2 separate regions of the Strix aluco genome follow, and region 1 is linked to region 2. The links are chromatin contacts, called in public Hi-C maps. All regions are on one chromosome and are shown on one strand. Each heading gives the region's core, a stretch centred on a gene start, on an enhancer-like site or on the middle of the called end of the contact. The rest is flanking DNA. Distances are from core to core; before and after follow the strand shown. Region 1 holds the start of ZNF839 (zinc finger protein 839). Region 2 holds the start of PPP2R5C (protein phosphatase 2 regulatory subunit B'gamma).

Region 1 (3,143 bases), core at 342-2,841, 260 kb before region 2:
TCAAAGCACAGATTTAACATCAAAGCACAGATGCCCTTCCTTACAGCTACGGGCTTTCCTGCACATTTACTGATGTGACTGCTGTTCAACTAAAGCATGTGAAGTCTGCTCTTAGGCCATGTCGCAGCCCTGTTTCCTGCTAGCAGCCCTAGCAGGAATAGCAGGGTCAATGCCGTCACCCAGGCAGATTCATAACCTTCAGCAAACCAAACGCAGGAGAACTGCTAAATGACACAGGCCGAATACCAGATCCAGGACATACTGTCGTAAGTGCTCTGTTCAAAAAGAACTTTGTGATGATGATTAAGAGGAGGTATGTGTTACTGTTCACCTCCCTCACAGTCTCCTCACCCAAACTTCTGCCTCAGCTCAAACCAATCGTTTGACAACCCCTGCACCCCAGAACATGGGCCGAAAGCACCGGTACTGTCACCTTCTTTAAGAGAGGCACGCATTATCTACCCGTGCATCACCACTAAACCACTACGAAACAGCTCTTCCAAGCTGTTTTAGCGGCACGTGTAGTCAGACCGACATACTGACCGCAGCAGCTAGTATCTACGTTCAAACGCGGATTCTTCTAAACCACGCTGAAAGTTCTTCCAGCTGCGAGACTCAAGTCTACACCCCAAGGGCAGGTGTGACTGAGAAAGAAGGCAAAAACCCAAGATTTAAAAAATTACACACACACCCCCCGAGACCTGCCCGCGGCGGTGGATTTCATCACCAAGCGGGCGCCGCAGGCTCCCTCCCTCCCCAGCCCCCGCCTCGGTTACCTTCTGCGGGAGGAGCCGGGCGGCCGCCATGGCTTTGCCCTGCTGCATGGCGACCTGCTGGGCCACGCTCTGCAGCTGCTGGGCGGCGTTGTGCATGATGCTGGCCAGCGGCGGGGCGGCCCCACAGGCCTGCGGCGGCAGCGGGCCAGCGTCCCGGGGCGGCGGACACCCCCCGCCGCGGGAGGGCGGCGGCCCCGGGCAGGGCTCCAGCGGGGCGGCTGCCGGCGGCGGCTTCTGCTGCTCCTGGGCCTTGCTCACTTGCTCGATGACCCGCTGCAGCTCCGCGGGGGCCAGCGGCGTGGCGGCGTGCCGAGGCGGCGGGGGCGGCGGCTCCGCCGTGCCCAGCCCCGGGCTCTCGGCGGCGACCAGCAGCTGCTCCAGCAGCCGCCGCTGCTCCTCGGCGCTCAGCCCCGCGCCCTCCACCAGGCTCCCGTCCGCCTGCAGGTAGAGGACGGTGCCGGCCGCCGCCGCACCGGTTTCCAGGGCGGCCAGGCTCTGCACCAGCTCCTCCGTCACCGCCAGCAGCTCCGGGCCCTCCGCGGGGGGCGGCGGGTCGGCGGGCCCCACCGCGCCCCCGCCTTTCGCCGCCGCCGGGGCGGCCCTGCCCGCCGCCACGCTGAGGGGAACCCCGCAGGCGGCGGCAGCCGCCCCTCCGGGGGGCTCGTCTTCAGCGGGAGGAGGGGGCGGCGGCGCCTCGGCGCCCCCCTCCTCAGGAGCCGCCATCTTGGCAGGCGTCAGCAGGCGGGAGCCGCATCGGCCCCCCCCGGGAGGTCTCGGAGGCGCGGGGCGAAGCGAGGGGCACCGGCGGCACGCGGGCCAATGGCGCCCCCGGCAGCGGCCCGCCGCGCCCCTGGGGCGGGGCCGCCCAGCACCGACGGCGGCCGCGCGGGGGCAAAAAGCTGCGGCGGTGCGGCGGCCGGAGCGCGCGGCCCCGGGACCCACGCGCGGCATCCACCGGGTGGAGGGAGCTCACGCGAGGGGGGTCCCTCTCTCGGGGAAAAGCCCGGGCTCCGCGGCGCGCCTCGCTCCCTGGGGGGGGACTTCACCCGCCCGCGGGGCGCGAGGCCGAGCAGCAAGGTGCGCGCGAGCGTGTGCCACGCGTGAAGCAGCACCCCCACGCAAGAAAAGGTGCCCGCAGGGGTGACCCGCGCACGCCGCAGCCCCGCCGGCGTGGCAGCCGCCCTCGCAGGGCCAGGGACGGCCACGCCGCGGGGGCGGGCCCGGGCTGCGGCCGCGCTCGCGGAGCGCCCCCCACCCCGCCGCGTCCTTGCGCAGCGGCAGCGCCGCGCGGCCCGGGAGCCGCTGGGACAAACCCGGCAGCACGGAAGAAGAAAAAGACTTGTGTGGCCCGTACGGGGATCGAACCCGCGACCTTGGCGTTATTAGCACCACGCTCTAACCAACTGAGCTAACCGGCCCGCTGGCGAAGCTTTTTCCTATGGGGTTCTATAACGGTCCGATGGGACTGGCGGAAAGAGGGGAATACGCGGAGCGGGGGAGCCCCTCGGGAGCGGCGCGGTCTGGTCCGCACAAGTGGGAACAGAGGCTCGACCGATCAGCGCACCCCGAAAGCGCTCTGCCCGCCTGCAGAGATGTGGCGCCGGGGGGGTAACAACCAACACGGGACACGTTCGTGGGGTGACTTCACCTCGAAGTCAGCAGGCTGACTTCCCCAGGTTTTCTAGGATATAATTCAAGTTTCATTTAATGAAACAAAATGCTGATTTTGGGCATTTATTTCAAAGCATTTACTCTTCTGGCTGTTTAATGCGCTGTTAGGATCCGGGTTTGCATGGACGGATGATTCACCCTTTCCTAGTATTTTGCTTTTTACTACACGCACCGCATTTAAAAGACAACTTTTCTTCCCAGCTTTGAAGCCTACGTTAAAACACATTACGTCCGTTTAGCAAAAGGCAAACACTATGAAGCGAGGGTGAGGACACCTCTCCAAAAGGCAGGTTTTCGGAGGCCGGCTCACTACCGCTCGGTGAGGAGAACAGGGTCAACGGGGAGCGAGGCCGTGGCCCAGGTCTTCGTCTCTCCATTTCCTCCTCCTGCAAGTTGGGAGCTGCAGACGCGCGCGGCGCTCTCTACAGCCCGACGTGGAGCCCGCCGAGCTCACGCCTGCAGTGGCACACGGAAACCACCAGGGACCAGGAGATCACCACAGATGAACTCGAGCCCGCCGGAGCGCAGCCCAGACCAAGCGCCCGCACCGGCCGCCTGCGTCCAAGCGGCGGACACAAGCCAAGGCCACCGGTGCCGCTGCCGGACTGACGGAGCGCTCATCGGCTTGGACCGAGGGGCGCACGCATCAACCCCCCACCAACCCCAGGCTCAACGCCACCGTCTGAGGGAAGGCAG
Region 2 (3,272 bases), core at 731-3,230:
AAACATTTTTTGTCAAATACCAGGGCAGTAGTTCCACAGCCACTTTCCCTCAAAGCCACATGTCACGTCAAAATTGTAACAATCTAGAAAAACTAAAACACTCTTTAGTAGTCATTTGCCTGTGAAAAAAATACATATTTTAGTAATATTTACCTCATGTTCTTGGTTATCTTGTCCATCTTTGCCACTTTTTCCACTCTTGACTGATTTTGCAGGTTCCTTAAAAAAAAAAGTTTGCAGTCTCAGTTACTTTGAAAAGAGACCTAGATAGATTTTCAAGTCAAGAAATTAGGGGGTTTTTGACACTAAGAATATTGACAGGACAAAAATGATACTGTTTTATTGGAAAATCTTAATACTGAACTATGAGTCTCTACAAAGCTGATTTAAACATTTTTCATCTGCAGAAAGGTTTTGGAATTTTATTTATGCCTCAAAATTCACCCATAAAGTATATCAAGATAAGCTTTCATGTAGGCAAGCCGGCCGGGACAAAGAATGTAAGTGATTTGAACCATGTCTAAGAACTTACCCTTGCAATCTTCGGTTTTTAGCTTCAGGAATATTTATAGTTAGTTTAGCTTTGAGACTAGTATCAGTGCAGTATGCATTTTACACCTCGTTATTTTGTCTGTTCTAGGGTCTACAAAGTCTAGTATTAGAAGCAGGCCCACAAGTCAGATTTCTCCCTCCCAGCATTGTACTTAACATATTTTTGAGATTTGTTATTCTCAGAAAAGTAAAGAAAAGTTTGAATGTTTTTAATACCAAAGGTGGCAAGGCTATTGGGAAAAAGTTAAAACAAACAAAACCCCACAAACCACAACATCCAATCTCCCTACATCTAATTTTAAAACTATGTTGAAAAGCTAAAAACAAGAAGTCAACCAAACCGAAAAGGTCTAGAGGGATAGCAGCTGGATGAGGCAGACTGTATATTTCACTGTTTCTGACTTCCACTCATATGGCTAATTGCTTATCACATAAAATAAAGTGCAATCCAGTTAACTTTCTGTTGGATTTATAAGTTTTCTGCGCCCATTACTTGTGCAAGACCCCTTCGTGGCTGCCAGACAAATCACTCCCAGGAGTGCCATGGAAAACCGATGCAAAGCGGGGCCAAAGCTAGATTCTCTTCCACTGTCAGGAAAAGGGGGTGAAAATATTTCGAGTGGCGACTAGTGCTCCTTGAGTGCTTATGGTGAAACCCCCAAGCACAACTTCAACTGTAGCCAGAGCCACGCAGCAGGGAAACTTCCCGGGACAGGGACCTTCCCGGGCAAGGACTGATCCCTCCCCAGCCCTGCCGTGCCGCCATGAAAAACACCCCTTCCTGCTCCCCCAACACACCCGGGCCGGCCCCGAAGAGACACCCCCTCCCAGCTCACCCTTCCGCCAGGCACGGCTGAGGACACGTTTCCCATCCCCTCCCTCCAGCACTCCCCCGCACGCCAAAACCACGGCCTCCCTCCCTCCCTCCCTCCGGCTGCCCCCAACTCCGCGCCCGCCCACCGCGGGCTCCGCGCCCCCGCTTCGGCGGGGCGGACCCCCGGGGCCCGGCGAGACGATACCAGGACCCCCCCCCGGACTAGGCCCCACCGGGAGCTGCCCCCTCCCCAGTCCCCGGCTCCCGGGGGAAGGAATGGGGCCAGCATACAGCGGAGAGGGAAGGGGGCTACCCCTCGCCCGCCTCTCCCCAGCGGCGGGGAGCGCCCCGCCAGCCACCTCGGCGTCAGGCTCCGCTCGCCGCTGCCGCCCCCCACCGCGTTCTGCCCCAGGCCCCTCCTCCCCGCGGGGCCTGCGCCCCACAGCCTCCCCACGGGGCGCGGGCTCCCCCCCACGACTCCACCGACTCACTTTCTCCTTCTTGTTTTTATTCGGCATGGCCGCCCCACGCGCCGCGGTCCGCAGAGGCGCAGCCCCCGGCGGCCCCGCTCCGCGCTGCGCCCGCCCCGCGCTGGCGCTGGCGCTGCCGCTCCCCCCGTCCTCGGCGGCGGCCTCAGCCCTCCCCCCTTCCTCCTCCGCCCCCCGCCCGCGGAGAGCGGGCCGCTGCCTCCCCATTGGCTACCCGCGTCACGTGACCGCCGTTCCGTTACGTCACCTTGTAGGCGGGGCTCGCGGCGGTTTCCCGCCCCTCAGCCCTACTGTCGTGCTCCCGAGCGGTGGCGGCCCCGGCCCCGGGACTCTCCCCGTTCCCCTTGGGCTGTGGGGCGGACCCCGGGGCTCCGGCTACGCCTCGGGGTGGGCCCCGCAGGCTGAGCTGTTCCGCCCCCGCGCCCAACGCCCGCCGCCTATTTGAGGGGAAGCGGTGGGGCGGACTGAGGTGTCCTCAGCGCTCTGGGCCTCCGGCGGGCTCTCCCTCAGCCGGTGGCGCCCTGTGGGATGTGAGAGGTCCCTGCAGCCCCAAGCCCGAGTTGCCTACCGGAGCCCGCGCTTGCGTGAGGGGTATGGGCTCCGCTGTTGTGGATGTAGGGAGAGGTGGGACCGCTGTGTGGGGTCCGGGAGCCTGTCGCTGGAGAGCGGCAAATGTTTAAGGAATCAAAAAATAAAATATAGGGCATATCTGAAGCATGCTGGCCCTCTCATACAAATCCAGTGTGGTCATCATCAGTTTGAGGACTTTAATATATGCGTGCAGTGTATGGATAAAGAAAAGGTGAGCTTCACATAGTTACAGTCTGATTTTATAAAAGTATCCCTTACTTGTTTTTAGGTGCAGATGTGTTTGGTTTTGTGATGCCCACCTGTACCAGAGATACTTTTTTCCAAACAAGTCTCTTTTCAATCTCTCAAAGCCAGAATATAAAAATCAGAACAATCTGCTTGGGCAAAAGAAGAAAGGTTCACCTACTTCATCTGGAAAATTTACATACTCTGTTTCTCACATGGCTGGATTAAGCTCCAAATTACTGTTAGCTAAGGAAGAAGCCCAGGAAATATTAATACTCATAATAATGCCAAGACATAAAGCATTTAAAATTTAGGTTGGATGTGCTTATTAAATACTAATTGTATTAGCATTCTGTATTATTGTATTAAATACAGAAAAATATACAGAATACAGAAAAAAATACCACCATAAAAGTGAAATTGATCTCTTGCCTTACCCAGCCTGTGAGTATCAAAGCCAGCGTGAGCAAGCATCTGTGCTCTCATTTTTAGGAACCAGGATTTCTCATAAACCACTTGTGTCTGATGTGATGATACCTAACAGCAGCTTGCAACATTATATTTGAACATTTCGCTTTTGCTGTGGAGAAAGGACAAAGAAA

Evidence for each region. Hi-C and Micro-C count contacts between places; a contact is called where the count stands out from the background.
Region 1: a Hi-C map of brain shows a contact between it and region 2, with 9 times the contacts expected there. The contact joins the promoter of ZNF839 here to the promoter of PPP2R5C in region 2. A contact is called at or near these places in 2 of 2 Hi-C or Micro-C datasets (brain and heart).

What each region holds. Positions count from the first base shown.
Region 1 is chr4:119,516,731-119,519,873 of bStrAlu1.hap1, reverse strand. It overlaps ZNF839 (zinc finger protein 839), which reads right to left and starts at 1,591. Exons shown (of 8, transcript XM_074825143.1): 1 at 777-1,591. The coding sequence starts at 1,499. It overlaps TRNAI-AAU (transfer RNA isoleucine (anticodon AAU)), which reads right to left and starts at 2,194; the gene lies at 2,121-2,194.
Region 2 is chr4:119,255,987-119,259,258 of bStrAlu1.hap1, reverse strand. PPP2R5C (protein phosphatase 2 regulatory subunit B'gamma) reads right to left here and starts at 1,980. Exons shown (of 15, transcript XM_074825121.1): 1 at 1,858-1,980; 2 at 154-219. The coding sequence starts at 1,884.